Linked DNA regions of Mus musculus: regions 2 and 3 are each linked to region 1. A link is a contact called in public HiChIP or PLAC-seq and promoter capture Hi-C data. All regions are on one chromosome and are shown on one strand. The core of a region is the stretch at or near the end of the contact, and the rest is flanking DNA. Distances in the headings are between cores, read along the strand shown. Region 1 overlaps Jade1 (jade family PHD finger 1). Region 2 overlaps 2400006E01Rik (RIKEN cDNA 2400006E01 gene). Region 3 overlaps Sclt1 (sodium channel and clathrin linker 1).

The links. HiChIP or PLAC-seq counts read pairs in DNA pulled down with a chosen protein or histone mark. Capture Hi-C pulls out chosen DNA fragments and counts their contacts.
Region 2: a promoter capture Hi-C map of pancreatic islet shows a contact between it and region 1. The contact joins two enhancer-like sites. A contact is called at or near these places in 4 of 484 Hi-C or Micro-C datasets (embryonic stem cells, liver and nephron progenitors), 2 of 115 datasets of contacts at active chromatin or transcription factors (both in embryonic stem cells) and 4 of 9 other capture datasets (adipose tissue, embryonic stem cells, liver and 1 more).
Region 3: a contact with region 1 is called in an H3K27ac HiChIP or PLAC-seq map of embryonic stem cells, with 15 read pairs. The contact joins two enhancer-like sites. A contact is called at or near these places in 1 of 115 datasets of contacts at active chromatin or transcription factors (embryonic stem cells) and 3 of 9 other capture datasets (adipose tissue, liver and pancreatic islet).

Annotation. Positions count from the first base shown.
Region 1 is chr3:41,600,307-41,603,997 of GRCm38.p6, reverse strand. It overlaps Jade1 (jade family PHD finger 1), which reads right to left. Exons shown (of 11, transcript NM_001130184.1): 8 at 2,515-2,631. Among named protein-coding and RNA genes, the nearest start is that of Jade1, 46 kb to the right of the region's middle. Within about 2 kb of position 2,412, at least 39 of the 459 cell types and tissues checked have an H3K27ac peak or open chromatin away from gene starts, as enhancers often do. A contact at or near this core is called in embryonic stem cells, liver and pancreatic islet, where this site is marked.
Region 2 is chr3:41,513,368-41,517,223 of GRCm38.p6, reverse strand. The region is part of intron 4 of 2400006E01Rik (RIKEN cDNA 2400006E01 gene); the gene reads left to right. Among named protein-coding and RNA genes, the nearest start is that of 2400006E01Rik, 13 kb to the left of the region's middle. Within about 2 kb of position 2,128, at least 31 of the 459 cell types and tissues checked have an H3K27ac peak or open chromatin away from gene starts, as enhancers often do. A contact at or near this core is called in liver and pancreatic islet, where this site is marked.
Region 3 is chr3:41,694,476-41,698,633 of GRCm38.p6, reverse strand. The region is part of intron 9 of Sclt1 (sodium channel and clathrin linker 1); the gene reads left to right. Among named protein-coding and RNA genes, the nearest start is that of Sclt1, 46 kb to the left of the region's middle. Within about 2 kb of position 2,788, at least 6 of the 459 cell types and tissues checked have an H3K27ac peak or open chromatin away from gene starts, as enhancers often do. A contact at or near this core is called in embryonic stem cells, where this site is marked.

The sequences.
Region 1 (3,691 bases), core at 1,163-3,662:
AAGTAGCATCTAGGGATCACGCCAGAGGAAAAGAAGGAGAGACAAGAGCCCAGTTCAGGAAGGATGGAGAAAGGTCTCCCTGCTGCAGACGCTCCCTTCCTTTAGGCCCCAAGGAAGTCAGCACAGAGGCCAGGCCTCATCAAGATGCACTGAACACCCTGCTCACTCCCCGCCTGCACAGGGCTACAATTTAGTGCCTTTGATCCAGATACAAGCCTCTGGCCAGCAGGAGCAAAGTGATTAACTTCTCGTGTCTGATCTCACTGAGCAAATCCCTAGAAAGAGGTACCTCTTGGAGGCTGAAGCCAGTCCCTTAAAAGCAACTGTATTGTGTGAGGCCAAGGGATCCCTGGGGCATGCCAGGCTGCACAGACAACCAAGGAGCTTGTGCTCCAGGCCAGCTGAAAAGCTTAATTAAACTCATTCAACAGACCCTGCCATCACATACCACAGAGTAGAGACTGGAGTTGGGTTTCCCCCTCATCACTTCAGCGTTTAAGATGCACTTCAGTGCCAGCCACAATCTAATCCTTTACTGTACAACCGCAGCCCCTTCACCACCGCCAATTCCAATCACCGAAAGCCTATGCACCATGCTTAATCTGTACCTTTATAAATAACCTCAATTACAAGAAGCCTGTGAAAGCAATCAGCTCTGGTGGCAGAACACACGCAGACACACCTGGCCACTCTCATGAAGACACACTGTTTCTCCACACAGCAGGAAGCCGAGCGGGAAGTAGAGCGGGAGCAGGTGACTGAGGTGCAGTCTGCGTCTGCCTTAAACTACACTTAACCCAGGCCTTCGAACCTTAAAGAGAAATGAGCTGCAGCAGAGTACTTATACGGGACTTTGAAAAGATGCCAAACGGCCTTCCTCTGGGTGTTCCTATTCGGGTTGACTCAGCAAACAGATGTTACAGAAACAAACTAGTCTTCCCAGCTGCAGACATTTCTGAGAGGAGTTCTCTTTAATAAAAATCAATCTATTTATTTTGTTAAGATATGAAACGTCATCTGCCTTCCTTGGCCCCTTCTTCAAATTAATGCTCTGGGGACAGAGATCAGTGGCAACATAAATGTCCTTAAGAGTGTCTCTCCTTGAAAAATAGACAGGGCTCGAGTTTGCCTCCCACGAAACATCAGCTAAGGAGCAGGGTTGATGTGCTCAGAGCAGCTAACCCAGGCACAGGAACTGCCATCCTCCCACACACGCCAGACACGCAAGTCCTTTTTGACCTCTCCTCGATTCCTTCTGCCCAAATTCATTTTAGTTTTCAACAGATTCTACTAACAACAACAACAACAAAAATCATATCTTTAAGATCCCCAAAGCCAAATCTCAGCTGCCCAGTGCCTGCCCTGGTATTTTTTACTAATGCCTGAACAGCAGTAGAAACCATAACAGTGAAAAGTCAAACCACTCAAGGCTTGTTAAGAAAGTGAAAAGAGCCCACCTTTAATCCCAGCACTGGTGAGGCAGAGGCGAGCCGACCTCTTGAGTTCAAGGCCAGCCTGGTCTACAAAATGAGTTTAAAGACAGCCAGAGTTACAGAGAAACCCTGTCGTGAAAAACCAAAATAAAGAGGAAAAAAAGGGGGAGGGGGGAGGGGAGGGGAGGGGATATAATACCAGTCAGTGGTTTGGGCACCTTACTCAAAGAATCATTGCTCAACCAAAATATAGCATATTCCACCAAATGAAGAAACTGTTTTAAAGCCAGGGCCACACTTGTCAAGTCATGCCTGTACCTGTTGTATTCTCTATATTGAAAGAAGCTGCCCAAACAGTGTTTCTGTCCACCAGATTTCAACAACAAACAAACAAACAAAAGCAAACAGACAAACCAAAAACTGAAGAATCTGAGGCCTACTTGGGTCCCTGCTGGAGTCCAAATTAACCTTCAACACAGTGTTCTAGGCCTCAAATCATAACCGACTAGATATCAATGAATGAATGAACCCCAGAAATCAATTACTCAAGAGTTTCAGACAACACACAGATACCATTTTCCCATTAACTCTGCATACCTCGTGACTTTCTGTACTTACCTGTACCTGGCCATGTAAATGCAATCAATCAGCCTTTTACATGCTGGCTGGTTCACTAGGGCAGCAGTGTGTGTGTGCTCCAGACTCCCTCCCGGTGTAAAAGCAGAGGCCTGCCCAACACCTACCTCAGCTACAGGCATCCCCAGCAGGGAGCCCTGAGGACTTCTGGTCTGTGAGACTGGTCTGTGGTAATGAGACTACAGTGGAAGGCTAGACAACTCAAGTGCCACAGTCAAGAGTATCTAAGCCTCGGTTCTTACCAGGAATGTCTGCTTATGAAAAGAAGAGGACTCTACTAGGCTTAGGCCAGACAAACTGGAACTGCCTCCAAACCCAGGCAGATTTCCAGATAACCTTCCTCCTCCTAACCCTCCAATGAATGCTGTGTAGAGCCTCCTCCCCCACCCTGCTCCCTAGCACACAGAGGAGGAAAACAAAGCTACGCTTACTGAGCCATTGTTACCTGTATGGAGGCCCCGAATTTCTCATTGCAGAGGCTGCACACAAGCGCCCACCGGCTGCTGGGAATGTGAGACACTTTTGTGATGGGCTCCATCTTCTCAGGGCTGCCAATGCTTACCTAAAGATCCAAAATAGCCAGATGGGCATGACACGGATAATCAGAGTCGTAACACAGACCTGAGGGCTAGCCCCAGGGCCCAGCTCTGGACTAGCAGCAGCAGAGCCCAGAGATCAGCCCCCATTGATACCAGCTTGCCAGTCTTTATAGACCTCTCTACAAGTTTTCACTTCTTTCAAGTATCTGATAGCAAAAACATCTATCTTATCGTAACAAGGCTAGGGGCTGGAGAGATGGCTCAGAGGTTAAGAGCACTGGCTGTTCTTCCAGAGGTCCTGAGTTCAATTCCCAGTAACCACATGATGGCTCACAACCATCTGTAATGGGATCTGATGCCCTCTACTGGTGTGTCTCAAGACAGCTACAGTACATCATATATATCAAATAAATAAAATCTTTTTTAAAAAAAGACTTTAGATTGACAAGAATTTTTAAGGACTAAAAACCCATTGTAAACATATTTAAATAATAGAATGAGCAAAGAGATAAACTATATTTAATAGTATTACATCAGAACACATAACTATATTAAAAGTAAAAATCTAGCAAGATAAATATGGAATAATGAACTGCAAACTGGTTAATATTAAACCAAAAGATCCAGTGAAACTCCCATGTAAATCATACCCAGGCAATTTTCCTCTGGAGGGAAAAAAAATGCAGCAAATCACACACCAAAAATACTGGAATTTAAATGACAAATGATATTCTCATCACAAGCCATGCAAATTAAATTAGTTAAGGTCTGGGACTGGAAATAAATTAGAGCAGACCTGAAATTAACAAGGTGGAAGCCGAGGAAGAATTTAAATAAAGCTCACAGAAGTGTGACCTAGGGCACTGTGGTACTGCACTCGGAGTTTGGCAAACACAAACTGGCAGGGACAGTAGCATGGCTACCCTCAGGACAGAGCCGTGAAGGTGCCAGGCCTGGCCTGTGAGTGCTGTCATCTACGTGAGGGTTTCCAGAAATGGAAAAGTGGGGCTATTTGTGGACACCAGGCCACTGCTGCCTCCAGGAAGCCCCTCCACAGACCCGCTCTGCTCAGGATCAGCTTGG
Region 2 (3,856 bases), core at 879-3,378, 86 kb after region 1:
GTGGCTCTGGGTAAGAGCTTCTTTGAGATGCATATCCAGGAACAGAACTGCTGGATCCCAGAATATCTTTATACTTAATTTAACTAAATAGAGACAGATTGCTTTCCCAGAATACACCAATCTGCCTTCCGCCAGCACACATCACCACCAACACTTGGCATTAACCAGCTAATTTTTTCCAGGCTACTTGGTATATACTGATGCTTATTTTTATTTGAATTTCTTTAGGGTTACTCCTCAAGTTCTTTGATTTGCCTGTTTATAAGTTGCCCATTGTAGTCTATGTCCAGTTTTTTCTTTAAAGTCTCTGTCATTTGCCAATTTGCTAGGGTTCTTTGTATATTCTAGATAGTCATCTCTTAATATAGCCTTCACTCTCTGTTCTTTTCCCCCAATTCTAATTCTTAGATAATCAAATGCCTTGGTGTTTATATTTTGAAATCTTTTAGAATGTTTTTAAAAATTAGTTACTTCTCCCCCCTTTTAGTAAAAGTAGATTCATTTCTATACAATATAATCTAAATACAGTTTCCCTCCCTCTACTCCCCTTAGCTTCTCCCCCCGCCCCCACTTCTCTCCCATCTGGATCTTCCCCCTTTCTGTCTCTCATTAGCAAGGATCCAGCTTCTGGGAGATAACAGCAAAACACAACAAAATAAACTATAATAAGAAAAGACAAAGACCACCATATCAGTGTTGGACTAGCCAAGCTAACAGAAAAATAAAAAATCCCCAAGAACAGGAACAATAATTGACCCAGTCATTCACACATTCAGGAGTCCCATAAAAGTGCTAACCTGAAAACTATAATATATGCACAGAGCACCAGGTGCAGACACGGGTAGGCCATGTGATTCTGCTTCAGTTTCTATGAGTTCATATGACTTTTGCTCAGTTGTTAAACATAGTTAATTAATTATTCTTATATTCTACTGTTATAATGGTGGCATCATGTTCATATAAAATGTATGTACATATTTTTAAGAGATATTGTGATACAGGATGCAATATTACGTCAAAATTAAAAGAAAAAAAAAAGGAAAAATTTAGTGGGTGAGGAAAAAAGGCGTTTGGAATAGAATTTTGTGAACTTAAAAATTCGTGTGATAACTGCATGGAAGTCCACTGGTCACTTTTCCCTACTTTTGAACACATTTGAAACTAATCTTCCTCCCTTCCTCCTTACCTCCCTCCTTCCCCCTCCCTCCTTTCCTTCCTTCCTTCCCTTCCTTCCTTCCTTCCTTCCTTCCTTCCTTCCTTCCTTCCTTCCTTCCTTCCTTCCTTCCTTCTCTGGACAGAGTCTCCTGTATCCCAGGCTAGCCTAGAACTTTCTGTGTATTTGAGGATGACCTTTGAACTTGTGACCCTCCCCCTCCCCCACCTCCTGAGTCCTGGCATTTCAGGCATGAGCCACCATACCTGTTTTGTCAGGTAATGTGATAGGTAAGCACTCTACCAACTGAACTGAACTACATTCCCAGCCCCATATTTGAAAACTTTTAATATTTAAAATCACATTCTTTCTTTATGCCACAAAGATATATATATACATACATATATATATTCTTTTTTTTTCTGTTTTTTGGTTTTTGGTTTTTCGAGACAGGGTTTCTCTGAATAGCCCTGGCTGTCCTGGAACTCACTTTGTAGACCAGGCTGGCCTTGAATTCAGAAATCCTGCTTTTGCCTCCCGAATGCTGGGATTAAAGGCATGTGCCACCACGCCCGGCTCCTATATTTTCTTTTATAAATTTTATAATTGTACTTTTCCCATTCAGATGTGTAGGTTTAGACAGAGGCCTAAATGTATTATTTCCCCAATACCATTTGCTACATTTTCTTTTCTTTACTGTTTTGTGGAGCCACAAACTTAACAAACAGGGACCTCCTGAAATGGGTGTCGTGCTAGGTCTCAGCTGCTATGAAGACTAACGAGCTGTAAGAGAAGGTTATTTCTTAAGATTGCAAGGTAAAAATCCAGGGCAGAAGCAGGCTGAGTCTCGGTCCTCACAAAGGATCATTTTTCTCACTGTGAGAACTTGAGACCAAGGCGGAAGGGCTTTCTCCTGCTTTCCTGTTCAACAGCTGTGATCTGACTCATGAAGGTTCCTCCCCTAATTGCCAAACACCCCAGAAGTCCTTGCACCTCAGTATCACCACCTTCGGGGCTAAATATTAACACAGGAATTCGGACTGCTTTAGGCTGTTTCATTTTTTGATTTGTTCCTGTGTGGACAAACCCAGCCTTTACTCCTAAATATTTTTCCCCCTATTTAAAGGTTTACTTTTATTTTTTTCAACTGTGTGCATATGTGAATGTCTGTGTGTCGCTCTATGCATGAGCGAGTGCCGACGCCTGTGGAGCCAGAAGGAGATGTTGGATGACCTAGAACTGTGGCTGCAGGTGGTTAGGAACGGCCTGATGTGAGTTTTTGGAATCACACTCAAATCCTCTGCAAGAGCAGCAAATGCTCTTAACCAATAAAGCCATCTGTCCGGCCCATATTATTAAGTTTTCACATACTTATTAATATCCCTTTGCTCTTATTTTTAAAAGTCAAATTAGCTATTCATACATCTTCTTCGTATACATGTTAGACATATTTATCAAGTTCTTAATGAAATCCAGCTGCCTATATGATTAGACTTATACTGAACACATAGATACAATTAGAAAGAACGGACAGATGTATAACCACTTTGTGGTTCTTTTCCTAACATACTGACTTAATAAAGGAATAAACCTGTGGTTCCTCTCTCAGAATCTGGCCAACCCGTGTTATTTATCTGACTGTTAACGAGCTAGAATGTAATTGAATTGCAAAAGTGGATAGAACTGGTTTCCAAATACTAAGTGGGTGGCAAGAAAATCAGAAGTTAGAGTCATAAAAAGGCATTTATTAAACTCATAATTATTCACGTTGCTATGTTAGATCCTGTATCAAAGGGGGCGGGGAGTGGCTCAGTGTGTGTATCCCATCATTGAGAAGCTTACACTGAAATAGTGCTGAGCGGATGAGCATGTATAAGATTTACCACTAATTAGGGAATGGAATGTGTTGCTAGCTTACAGAAGTGCAAAGTAAATGCCTATTAGGGTGAGAGCCATGAGGGCTAGAAAGGGGAGCTAGCTAAGGCAGAGGAGGTCTTCAAAGCGCTCATAATTTATTTGTACTTGAAAAAATATCAGCTCAAGAGTATACAAAATCAATTGTCGTTTGTATAAGTAGGGATGCAGGGGACCCCGAGAGTATACTTTTTCCTGTGTGTATGTAACCTATGGCCGGAAGGAAGATCACAGGAAACTCAGCAACATTGCTTTGTTTGCAGGATCAAGAAGTAATTGTTTAGGAACAGAAAGGAGAAAAAGACTAATTATTATGTAGGCTTACATTTTTAAAAACCAGAATCATGTAAATTGCCCAAGTTTTTTTTTTTTTAATGAAGCTTTCAAATTTGATGGGTATATAAAAGGAAAAAAAGAAAGCTGAATATAGTGGTCCACACCTGTAATCCTCTGGAGGCTGAGGTAGGAGGGCCATGACGTTAGGGTGAATTTTGGACCAATCTGGTTACATGGCTAAACTTTAATTCTCTATTCCTCAAGTGCCTCGTCTCCCCCAAATAAAACAGGAAAAAAGGAAAAAATTCATGAAATGAAACAGAAAAAAATTCTGGATACTCATGATATAGAATTAGAAAAATAGGCATGTCTGCACTGTAAGTTAATAGTAGTGGCCTGCTGTGGTACAAACCCCCAAGTCACTCATAATATCAGGGCAAAGCCTCCATCACTGAAGAGGGGCCTCAGACACCCTTACGTCCTGGAGGACTCAAGACCATTTATTTAATCATG
Region 3 (4,158 bases), core at 1,539-4,038, 94 kb before region 1:
TGACTGGTGTGAGGTGGAATCTCAGGGTTGTTTTGATTTGCATTTCCCTGATGACTTAAGATGTTGAACATTTCTTTCAGTTGCTTCTCAGCCATTTGAGATTCCTCAAGTAGCTCTGTACTCTACTTTTTAATAGGGTTCTTTGGTTCTCCAGAATCTAACGTCTTAAATTCTTTGTATATTTTGGATATTAGCCCTCTATCAGGTGTAGGGTTCGTAAAGGTCTTTCCTCAATCTGTGAGTTGCTATTTTGTCTTATTGATAGTGTCCTTGACCTTACAGAAGCTTTTCGATTTTATGAAGTCCCATTTGTCTATTGTTGATCTTAAAGCAAAAGTCACTGGTGCTCTATTCAGGAAGTTTTCCCCTGTGCCCAGCTATTTGAGGCTCTTCCTCACTTTATCTTCTATTAGATTCAGCATATCTGGTTTTATGTGGAGATCCGTGATCCACTTGGACGTGAACTTTGTACAAGGAGATAAGAATGGATCAATTTGCATTCTTCTACATGCAGACCACCAGTTGAGCCTGCACCATTTGTTGAAAATGCTGTCTTTTTTCCACTGGATGGTTTTAGCTCCCTTGTCAAAGATCAAGTGATCATAGGTATGTGGGTTCACTTCTGGGTCTTCAATTCTATTCCATTGATCGACTTGCCTGTCTCTATACCAATACCATGCAGGTTTTATCACAATTGCTCTATAGTACAGCTTGAGGTCAGGGATGGTGATTCCCCAAGCTCTTTAATTGTTGAGAATAGTTTTCACTTGTCCTGGGTTTTTTGTTATTCCAAATGACTGGGCAAATTGCTCTTTCTAACTCTATGAAGAAATGAGGTGGAATTTTGATGAGGATTACATTGCATCTGTAGATTGCTTTTGGTAAGATGGCCTTTTTTACTATATTAATCCTACCAATCCATGAGCATGGGAGATCTTTCTATCTTCTGAAGTCTTCTTTGATTTCCTTATGAATTTGAAGTTCTCATCCAACAGATCTTTCACTTATTTGGTTAGAGTCATACCAAGATATTTTATATTATTTGTGCGTATTGGAAAGGTTGATGTTTTCCTAATTTCTTTCTCAGCCTTTTTATCCTTTGAGTAGAGGAAGACTACTGATTTGTTTGAGTTAATTTTATATCCAGCCACTTTGCTTAGGTTGTTTATAAGCTGTAGGAGCTCTCTAGAATTTTGGGGGTTGCTTATGTATACTATCATATCATCTGCAAATAGTGAAATCTTGACTTCCTCCCTCCCAATTTGTATCCCTTTTATCTCCTTTTGTTGTCTAATTGCTCTGGCTAGAACTTGGAGTATCGTGTTGAATAGGTAAGGAGAGAGTGGGCAGCCTTGTCTTGTCTGATTTTAGAGGGATTGCTTTGAGTTTCTCTCTATTTAGTTTGATGATGGCTATTGATTTGCTATATATTGCTTTTATTATATTTAGGTATGAACCTTGAATTCCTGATCTTTCTAATACTTTTAACATGAAGGGGTGTTGTATTTTGGCAAAGGTGTTTTCAGCATCTTACGAGATGATCATGTGGTTTTTGTCTTTGAGTTTGTTTATATAGTGGTTTACGTTGATGAATTTCTGTACATTGACTCATCCCTGCATTCCTGGGATGAAGCTTACCTGATCATGGTAGATGATCATTTTGATGTGCTCTTGGATTCAGTTTGAGAATTTTATTGAGCATTTTTGCATCGATATTTATAAGGGAGATTGGTCTGCAGTTCTTTTTCTTTATTGGGTCTTTTTGTGGTTTAGGTATCACTGTAACTGTAGCTTCATAGAATTGGGTAGTGTTCCTTATATTTCTAGTTTATGGATTAGTTTGAGAAGTACTTGTTTAGATCTTCTTTGAGGATCTGATAGAATTCTGCACTAAAACTATCTGGCCCTGGGCTCTTTTTGATTGGGAGACTTCTGACTGTTTCTATTTCCTTGGGGGTTATGAGACTGTTTAGATGGTTTATTTGATCCTGATTTGACTTTGGTACCTGGTATCTGTCTAGAAAATCATCCATTTCATTCCAGGTTTTCCAGTTGTTTTTTTTTTTTTTTTTTTTTTTTTTTTTGAGTATAGGCTTTTATAGTAGGATCTGATTATTTTTTGGATTTCCTCAATTTCTGTTGTTATATGTCCCTTTTCATTTCTGATTTTGTTCATTTGGATACTGTCTCTGTGCCCTCTGATTAGTCTGGCTAAGGGTTTGTCTATCTTACTGATTTTCTCAAAGAACCAGCTCCTGGTTTTGTTGATTCTTTGTATAGTTCTCTTGGTTTCTCCTTGGTTGATTTCAGTCCTGAGTTTCATTATTTCCTGCTGTCTACTCCTCTTGGGTGCATTTCCTTCTTTTGTTCTACAGCTTTCAGATGAGCTATTAAGTTTCTAGTTATGATCTCTTCAGTTTCTTTATGGAGGCACTCAGGGCTATGAGTTTTTCTCTTAGCACTGCTTTCATTGTGTCTGGTAAGATTAAGTATGTTGTGCCTTCATTTTCATTGAATTCCAAAAATGTAGCCGTCTGCAGCCACACTAACTGGGTTCCTGAGTGGGAGGCTGGAGCTGTATGGAAGGAAACAGTGACAAAAATAATGGAGACCAAGACAATTTTTTCTGATCAAGGCCCCAAAGTTTACTAAGAGTGTGTTTATAAAGGGGGAGGCCCATCCCCCACCAATCCATTCTTGGTGCCTGTCGTCAGCCTGTAGGTGATCTGCCAGGTGCTGTCTCTGGAATATCTCTAGGGCCTCTCAGCAGGTAGCAGTGTCTTGGAGAAGAGCAGCAGCAAGTGACAAAACAATAGAGCCATCTAAGTCAGAAGGCTCCACCCCAGGTGGTCTCATACTCAGTGGCAGCAAGGTCAAAGCCAGACTACTCAAGGCTGGGGGAAGCTACACAAAAAGTTTTTTATTTCTTTATTTATTTCTTCCCTGACCAAGTTATCATTGAGTAGAGTGTTTTTCAGCTTCCATGTGTATGTGGGCTTTCTGTTGTTTTTGTTGCTATTGAAGACCAGCCTTAGTCCGTGGTAATCTAATAGAATGCATGAGATTATTTTGGTCTTCTTGTATCTTATGACATTTGTTTTGTGTCCGGGTATATGGTTGATTTTTGAGAAGGTACCATGAGGTGCTGAGAAGAAGGTATATTCTTTTGTTTTAGGGTGAAATGTTCTGTAGATATTTGTTAAATCCATATGGTTCATAACTTCTTTTAGTTTCACTGTGTCTGTTTAGTTTGTGTTTACTTGATCTGTTCATTAGTGAGAGTGGGGTGTTGAAATATCCTACTATTATTGTGTGACGTTCAATGGGTGCTTTGAGCTTCAGTATTGTTTCTTTCACAAATGTGGATGCCCTAGCATTTGGGGCATAGATGTTCAGAATTGAGAATTCATCTTGGTGGATTTTTTTCTTTGATAAGTTTGTAGTGTTCTTTATCTTTTTTGATAATTTTTGGTTGAAAGTTGATTTTATTCAATATTAGAATGGCTACTCTAGCTTGTTTCTTGGGACCATTTGCTTGGAAAATTTTTTCCCAGTCTTTTATTGTGAGGTAATAATTGTCTTTGCCACTGAGGTGTGTTTCCTGTATGCAACCAAATTTTGGATCCTGGTTAGGTATCCAGTCTGTTAACCTATGCCTTTTTATTGATGAATTGAGTCCATCGAAGTTGAGAGATATTAGAGACCAATGATTGTTGGTTCCTGTTATTTTTGTTATTTTGTTGTTAGAAGTGAAATTATGTTTTTGTGCTTCTCTTCGTTTGGGTTGGTTGTGAAAAAATTAATTTCTTGCTTTTCCTTGGGTGTAGTTTCTTTCCTTGTGTTGGACCTTTCTTTCTGTTATCCCAGGGCTGGATTAGTAGAAAGATATTGTTTACACTTGGTTTTGTCTTAGAATACCTTGGATCCTCCATCTCTGGTAATTTCAAGTTTTGCTGGGGGTAAATATTTCTTACTCAACATTTTATAAGATAAGCCAAAATAGAAAAGATTGACAAATAAGAGCCAAAGATGATTGGACAAAGCCTGGGAGAAAACATTTCAAAGGTCACAACATCCTGAAAAATGAAAACTAAGCAATATGACAGGGCAGTTACAGACTTGAGTGGTTTGGGGGTTTGGTTTGGTTTGTTTTGGGCT